Linked DNA regions of Sus scrofa: region 2 is linked to region 1. A link is a contact called in public promoter capture Hi-C data. All regions are on one chromosome and are shown on one strand. Each heading gives the region's core, a stretch centred on a gene start, on an enhancer-like site or on the middle of the called end of the contact. The rest is flanking DNA. Distances are from core to core; before and after follow the strand shown.

Evidence for each region. Promoter capture Hi-C pulls out the DNA fragments that hold promoters and counts their contacts.
Region 2: a promoter capture Hi-C map of liver shows a contact between it and region 1, with 2.8 times the contacts expected there. The contact joins the promoter of EID1 here to the promoter of SECISBP2L in region 1. A contact is called at or near these places in 1 of 5 promoter capture datasets (liver) and 2 of 47 Hi-C or Micro-C datasets (heart right ventricle and skeletal muscle).

Annotation. Positions count from the first base shown.
Region 1 is chr1:122,631,090-122,635,687 of Sscrofa11.1, forward strand. It overlaps SECISBP2L (SECIS binding protein 2 like), which reads left to right and starts at 2,539. Exons shown (of 18, transcript NM_001206341.1): 1 at 2,539-2,842. The coding sequence starts at 2,819.
Region 2 is chr1:122,810,245-122,814,268 of Sscrofa11.1, forward strand. It overlaps EID1 (EP300-interacting inhibitor of differentiation 1), which reads right to left and starts at 2,237. Exons shown (of 1, transcript XM_001928761.4): 1 at 240-2,237. The coding sequence starts at 1,887. The coding sequence ends at 1,312. The region is part of intron 4 of SHC4 (SHC-transforming protein 4); the gene reads left to right.

The sequences.
Region 1 (4,598 bases), core at 1,289-3,788:
TCCCACGGCATATGGAGGTTCCCAGGCTAGGGGTCTAATCGGAGCTGTAGCCACCGGCCTACGCCAGAGCCACAGCAACGCGGGATCCGAGCCGCGTCTCCAACCTACACCACAGCTCACGGCAACGCCGGATCGTTAACCCACTGAGCAAAGGCAGGGACCGAACCCGCAACCTCATGGTTCCCAGTCAGATTCGTTAACCACTGCGCCACGACGGGAACTCCCCTATGAGCTTCATTCTTAATTTCAGAGTTTTTGAAGAAGACCTTGGCCTTGAAGTAATAGCTTCATCCACAATATCTGTATCTTTTGTCTCTGTAGGGGCAGGTCCTTTGAACTGACTCCTGATAGGCAGCAGTGCCACATTTCCAGTGAGTTTGATGTTGGAGTCCATGAGGGAAGAGTGATAAGCATCTTGGAGTCATCCGGTTTTCGACCACAACAAGGAACATCGGGTTGGAGTGCTGTGATTCCGGTCTAAAATATAATGTTTTTAAAATGTCTTTTTTAACTTCATGGTTTTTTCTGTGTGTGTGTGTGTGTGTGTGTTTTCCACACCCATGGCACATGTAAGTTCCCGGGCCAGGGATCAAACCTGTACCACAACAGTAACCCAAGCCGCTGCAGTGACAAAGCCGGATCCTTAACCTGATGCACCACGAGAGAACTACTCTTTGTAGTTTTAAATTTTTATTGTAATAACTATTGCTAGATTGTGTTAAATAAGAAGAGAATTGTGACATTTTTGTTGTTATAATTTCTTATTATTCTGTTCTTAAATTTTAAATGTCTTGTACATAGGAAATTCTCAGCAAAAACTATTTCATAGTCATAAAAATCCTACAAAGTGGAAAAATCCTTAGAGATCCTACATATCAATTTCCTCAGAGAATTTCTTAAAGGAAGAAGACCAAAGTATTACTGTATTTTTATGACTGTATTATTACTGAATTATTATTATCTTTTTACTCAAATAGGGGTATCTTATGGACAGTAGGGGCACATTCTCAAAATTCAGAGTTCTTTTTATCTTTCACTTGTGAAGGAGGATGATCATCTGTTAGTTTACGTAACTGCATTTTATAAATAGCTTACTTTCTCTGAGCAAACCTAAATTCATTCAGCATTCAGTGATAGACACTAGGGACCTAACATTACATGAATTGCTCATGTATATAACATTCATACATATATGTGCAATTTAAACACATAAACCTCTATATGTACCCACATGCATATACACTTAGAAGAGGTACTAAAATTAAATAAATGGAAAATCTCTACACACAAATATAAATGTTTCTCCTTAGAAATGTTTTCTGCTGCCGGCCTTGATATAAGTCTTAGTGATCCAAGTTAGCTCCTTTCACCAGGTCAAAATATAGTATCAACTACAGTTAGATGCTCCACAGACCACCTCTTCTTGGAGTCCTATTCAAATAAAACCAGACTAACAAGCCAGACTAACTGAAAAGGCAATGCAAGTCTTTACTGATGTCTCCTGAAGCATAACAATGCAAACTTCTTAAAATTGTCTTCCAGTTGTAAGTCTCCACTCCAGGCCATCAAATAGTAGCCTCTACTCTCTTTCTTCACTTAGTGTAATTTTGCTTATATAACTTTTTATTTTTCTTCCTTACTCTGGAAATGACCAGCAAGTAAGAACTCTTAGGGAGAAAAGTATGTGTAGAGGGTGCCTCTGAGGAGATGCCCAGAGGCAATCTGCCCTCTTACCAAGTGTCCAATTTCATGGCAGTCTCTTTCTTCAAGGAACTATTGAACTAGAGATAAAATCAACAGTCAAGTACAACGAAAAAAGTAACATACCAGAGTTGGTGTGTTACCTGTGGGTGGTGGGATACAGGCTTGGTAAAATTAGGGATAGAGATAGAGAAGATCTGCCTAAAGGTGGACCTGGACCTTGGACTATGAATTATTTATTCAGTATTTATGTAGCCTCTTGACTTGGTTTCTCACTGGTGGTCAATCTGTGGTATTTTCTTCTACAGTCAAGACTCCCTGTAACTGGATAACATAAGGAAGGATCATATGTACAGTGGGCATCTAAAAATTCTTCCAAAATCACTAAGAGGCAATTTGAGATAAGGATGGTCCCTGAAGACTGGAACCTGAGTGTCCTGGGTCCCAAGTGGCCCCACATTCCTCTAGTTTAATAATCCACTATTCAATATTCTTTGATAGCCTATATGGGAAAAGAATCTGAGAAAGAATGGATATGTGGGTATATACAAATGAATCACTTTGTTGGACAGCAGAAATTATCACACTATAAATCAAATATATGTCAATAAAACTATAAAATGAAAAAAATTGAATATATTAAAGAAAAAAAACCCAAACGGTACGGAGGGGCAGTTGAGGGGAAATTTAGTCCAGGCAAAGCACAGAGCTGTTGGGAACACCTGCTGCTGGGAATATCCAGCCTCCAGATTGGCCAGCTCGTGTTAGGTTAGCGCCTGCTCAGGCCGCGTGCGGTCACTCCGCCCACTGCCCCCTTCGGCCCCACCCCCTCCTTCCATTTTGCGTACCTCCATTTCCGACTACGCCTCTCGCCCATTTGGACCCTCCTCGGCTTCCGTTCCAGATGATCCCTCCCAGAGGTTGAGGCTGCCTCCTCCTTCTTCTGGAGCTAGAGCCACCTCCCCGGCCAGTGGCGTAGCCGGACTCTGCGTCGGGGCCAGCTAGATAGGGGCGGAGGTCCGGAGCCCGGTCTGGACTCGAGCGGAGGGCCATGGAGAAAGCGGCCCCAGGCGCTTTCCACACCGACTAACGTGGGCCCGTTCCGGCTGTAGGCGCCATGGACCGAGCCCCCGCAGACCAGGTAGGCAGGCTTGGGCCGCCCGGGCCGGGCCGGGGTCTGGGGGTTGTTGCTAACTCCGGGGCGGGCCCTGGGCTCCGAGCGCGGCCCAGGACGACAGGAGCCCTCGGGTTACTGCTGGTGCAGACCTCCTTACCCCGGATCCTGTCGGCGCCCTCCTCTCTTGCATTGTTCCAGAGGCTCTCTCAAGCTTGGGGGCTTTTTCATTTCAGATACCCCCTGCCCCCCGGGCTGGGGACTCGCTCTTGCCCCTCCTCTTTGGCCTGGTAAAAGGGGCCAGAAGACTTCCAAGTAGTCCGTGGTCTCCGAAGAGGAGGGTTTGTAACTTCCAACGAAATACACCCCCCCCTCCCCCGCCAAACTCCATTCCCTTCAGTTCTGGAATGTATTTTCAAGGTGGAAAGGTTTTTGAAGGCTTCTCAGGAAAACTGTCAGAGAATGTGTGATAACTACAGATGAAGGGGGGTTACAGGCTTTTTAAGATTTATGTTCCCTTGAGCGAGGCATGGTTTTTGCAATGGTATTAGGGAGGTTTTTCCTTTTAGATATGAAATACTACGGTTTCTCTTTGCCCTTTAGCCAGGTATTTTGCAGAAGTTAGTTTTTTAAAAAACAGATTTTATATTTTAAAGGTGTAGGACCCCCAGCACGAATTCATTTCCGAGCCCGTTTTCATATTCCCGCATTAGTCCCATTAGTGTTTTTCATTACATCAAATTCCTGATTATCCAAACTAGCAGGTGCTGGAAGGCTGTGTCAAAAATAATCTAAAATAATTGTTTTCTGCCCCTCCAAAAGTTTCAGTATTTTCCACTCTTGAGACCTGTTTGAAACAATTTGATGAAGTCGAAGTTTACCTACTATCCATTCCCCTTTTCAGTGAAAGAAGGCCTTGTGACGAACTAGGCAAAAAAGATGAGGAAAAAAGGCTATTGATTTGCCTAATTACTTTGCAAATGGATAATTAACACCTGAATAATGAAACAAGATTTCCCAACTTCTGTATCTGTATAAATGTAGCTAGTCAGAGCCAGTTTTGATTTTGAAATACTGCTCTTTTAGCAGGCAAAGGGCAGCTTCCTGGTTGTGTATATTTGTTGTTGTTGTTGTTGTTTTTAAACAAAAACTTTATTTAAAGAAAGCTTTATGTGAATATGACCCTGGAAACACAAATGAGTCTTATGAAACACTACTGTATTTACCAGAACAAAATTGACTGGGCCCCCTTGGCAAATATATACAGTTTTTCCTGTGACCCAGAGTATTCTATATACAACCCATATCCAATTTAATGAAAGACAGCTTTTTAAAGTATCTATCAAGAACGCCTGAGATTTCAAAGTCTGATAAGTGAATGGGAAATTTTCTTGAATGATTTTCTTCTATGCGTGTCAGTAATGAAAGGGTTAAACATTTTGGTCCTTCACCATGATGACAGAACTGTAACTAATAATGCTACCATATGTATACTTATGATTCCTTTCATCCCAGAGGAAATGTAATTAACTGTTTATATGATAAACTTTAGCATAGCTATTTGTGTGTGGTTACCTTAACATCAAGTGTTGTGAGCAAATTATTTAGAGCCTCTTCTTTCATCCTCTATCTTTCCGAAGTCCACAACTTATTAAAATCTTATAGAAATTTAAGGTTCAGAAAAAAATTCTTGTGTCGATTTTCCTTTGAAGATTTTTTCTTTTTTGTCCAATACCTCCTGCCTCTTCCCTAATCTAACCCTAAATGAGAGAATAATTTGAAT
Region 2 (4,024 bases), core at 987-3,486, 180 kb after region 1:
GCTTATTGATTTGGTAGGTTGTCCCAGGTTGGTCAATTCTCTTATGGGAATTTACTAAGTTTAATTTCCACCAATTAATTTGTAAATCAGGTATGTGAAGCTAGAGAACTTTCCCTTTTTGTTTTTTTTTTAGTGGTTAAATTTAAATCATAAAGTGGTTGCGCCCATACATTAAAGTAGTATATAATACAATAAAAGTAGAATTAGAGAAAGTATGTATGCAATACCATTAGACAAAATACACAGAACAAGAAATTTTTATTATCTGGAATGCTGGTGCATAACCAATAACAAGCTTAATTAGAGGAGGAGACAGAGGAAAAACTTCAGATACTGAGGTGAATTTCTGGGCAGGTTTAAAACCCTTAAGGGCTGACAGCATAATTGTTCATAAAGTCTTTTGTAGATGTAGGGCTCTCCTTTTACTTGACAGTTTTCAGTTAACAGTTCTTATATTATGAAGTTCAACCAAAGTCTTTTGCCTGTAAAGTTACATGAAAAACAAAGAGCAAGTAAAACAGAAAATTTCTCTAGTATATAAAGATGTTAGTTTTCTTTGTACTTTGACATTCTTAGTTTGAAACTTTATTAAGGACGTCTTAATTTTTGACTTTTAAAAATGGTCAAGACGGTAAATTTTCTTGAATTCAAGATTACAGTAGTGTTATAAATGATCAAGATATATGTACAAACAATATCTCAGATGCTCTTGGAAACACGCTTTAAGATATAGCACACATGATACACATTTCTTTGGAGGCTCGATTATTCTTTTGCAATACTGAAGAATACTCAATTTACCTTTCGCTAAAAATTTAGCCTTTGGATAATAACTACAGCTTGGCTTAGATGAATCACAAAATGACATCTTCAGTATGCTTTCAGTCCAAATAACTCAGACATGTGGTGTCCAAAGTTGGATAAATTAGTTACTTTTTCTCATATGATTAACATCAGTGGGCTCTTGTACCGGCCATGTGTCTTGGTTTTTCTTGCAAAGCCATCCGGAAATGTGAAAGATACTTTCCCAAATGCAAGGAAATTAATCTAGATCAGTAACAGAGTCAAAGCCACAAGTGTTTCACGACATTCTTGAAAACAGGTTTCAACAGTACTGAGATCCTTTTCCTTTAACAATTTTCTTCCTTTCCCATAACTGTGAAGTCACTTTCCTAGTCTACACTGCCCCCCCCCCCATTTTTTCTTTTGGATCAAGTGTTTCATTGGCACGGAACTATTCGGAATGAACCCAAGAGACTGGAATGTTGTTGGGTCTCTCCTCAAGTAGTTTCCTCCTCTCTTCACAGCATACTACTCTCTATCAATAATCTCATCACAGCCGAGTTCTTCGGTCAGACGATTGACAACCATAAGTGAAAAAAGCTCCTCGATAAAAGCCAACTGATCGAACGGGGTCTTCTCATAATGCATCTGAAATCCGCCCCCCAGAGCTGCTTCTCTCGCTCTGGAGGTCCTCAGAAACATCTTGTTGGCTTCTTCCAGGGCCGCTGAGACTCTGTAGCCCGCACCACTCAGCTGCTCCTCTTCCGGATAGTCGTAGTCGTCCTCCCAGTCATCAAATTCCTCGCCCTCGTCCTCGCTCTCGAAATCAGGGCCCGCGATCTGGCCCGGGCGCTCCCCAGGGTTGGGCCGGTTAGCGAGGCCTCGCTGCCCCTGCGGCTCCGCCATTGGCTGGGCCACCTCCTCCTCCATTGGGCCTTCCTCCTCCAGCTGTGGCGGGGCCCCGGAGCGGGAGGGGTTCGGGGACGGCCCCCGGCTCCCGCTGCCTACCTCCATTTGCGGAAGGTCGCTCTCGCCGGGCATCACATCCATCTGCAGGTCATTGCTCTCCTCATAAAGCTCGGACAGCTCGTGCATTTCCGACATTGTGCAATCGGCTAGACCTCTCGCCAAGCGTTTTCTGCAAGATCTGGGCTACGCGGCCGCGCGGTTGTGCGCTTGCGCACACGCCGTGGGCTTGCGTGACCTTGAGCGTGTGCGCGACCCCCAGAAATCGCCTCCTGCTTGGCGCGCTGCTCAGTCGGCAACCGCTAGCTGTTCGCTCCTGGGGACTTACGGGACCTTGGTCCTTTCAGACTAAATACACTTACAAACGAGAGCATTGCTTAGCCCCTGCCTTACTTAGTCATTCTGCTTCTGATGCTGTAATCTTGAAAACACTTTACACATCTTCTGTAACACCCCTTAACCCTCCTCCTCCATCGCCTTCCTCCTTCCTCCCTCCGCTTTTCGCTCCTCCTCCTTCCCCCATCCCCAGGCAATCACATCTTCTCCTAGGTTTTAACTACTTTTTTCTAGGCGCAAATGACTGCTAAATCTGCACCTCCAAAGCAAAAGATGTTCTGAACCACAGAGCAATATATTAAGAATTGATCCATCCATCTCTAATATTAAAAAAAAGTTAAATGAACAAATAAGCATATTAAAGGTGTTCTACAAAGAAAAAATAAATAGAAGAAATACTTGCTCCTGTTTCTTTTTGCAGGAGACATAACCTTACACTGTTAGCAATTCGGTGTATATTCTTTAAATTCCCTCCCCCCCTTTCTTTGCATTTACGTGGATCTCTCTATTGTCTTCTGGAAAAGTCTTTTTTTTTTTTTTTTCTTTTTACATATCTTAACATAATTGTCTTCAACTTTCAAAACAAGGAAACGAAAAAGCCCTCAGCAATGTCTTGAAGATTTAGCAGTGTTAGTGTCCACAGACATGTGTTTTTCCTAGTATGCTACTTGTATAGCAATGTTGCAAATGACCTAACAATGCACAAATAATTTTATAATTTTTGATATTTAAAATTATGGGTAAAAAAAAAAAAAGAAAAAACTATGGGTAAATGAACATCCCCAAATGACAATATTTCTCTCAAATGAAAACCTAGAAGTGCAAAGGTGAAATTGTAGGGTATTCATCCTTTAGTTTTAATAAATGTCAAATTGCTCTTCAAAGTTGCTGTGCAAATTTAGGCTCTAGCCAGCCATATTTGAGAATATCCACACCCTTGCCACACATTATTTTGTTGATTGTTAACAATTTTATCACTTAAAGGTGTATTATTTTATTTTTCATAGTCTTATTACTTGGAAATTATCTTTCAATATGTTTAGTGAACCTATGTATTACTTCTGAAAATTAAATGGTCTTATTTTAGGTTTGTTTATTTTTCTTATTGATGTAGGAATTTCTTATAAACTGAGTGTATGAATACTTTGTTTCACATGTTGCAAACATTTTCTCCCTGCCTCTTGTTTCTTGTTTCAAGGGTCTTTTAAAAAATGTTTTATTGAAGCATAGTTGATATATAATGTTGTGTTAATTTCTGCTGTATAGCACAGTGGTTCAATTGTACATATAAACATATCCTTTCTTTTTCAGATTCTTTTCCCATATAGGTTATCACAGAATATTGAGTAGAGTTCCCTGTGCTATACAGCAGGTCTCCAGTGACCATCCATTTCATATACAATTGTGTCCATATGCCAATCCCAAACCACCAATCCATCCCTCCCCCCATCTTTCCCCTTTGGTAACTATAACTGTTTTCGAAGTCTGTGAGTTTGTTTCTGTTTTGTAAATAAGCTCATTTTTTATCATTTTTTTAGAGTTCATATATATAAGTGATATCATATGTTTGTCTTTCTCTGTCTAACTTACCTCTGTATGATAATCTCTAGTATCATCCACGTTGCTGCAAATGGCATTATTTCATTCTTTTTTATATCTGAGTAATATTCTATTGTATCTTTATTCATTCATCTGGCAGTAGACATCTAGGTTGCTTTCATGTCTTGGCTATTGTGAATAGTTCCGCTATGAACATTGGGAAGCATGTTGCCCAGGAGTGGGATTACTGGGTCATATATTAGTTTTAATTTTAGTTTTTTGAGGAACCTCCATGCTGTATTCCATAGTGGTTGTACCAGTTTATATTCTCAGGGCTCTTTTCTTACATAAAAGTTTAAAAGTGAATTTTCATGTAATCAAATTTAAGGATTTCTTTCCT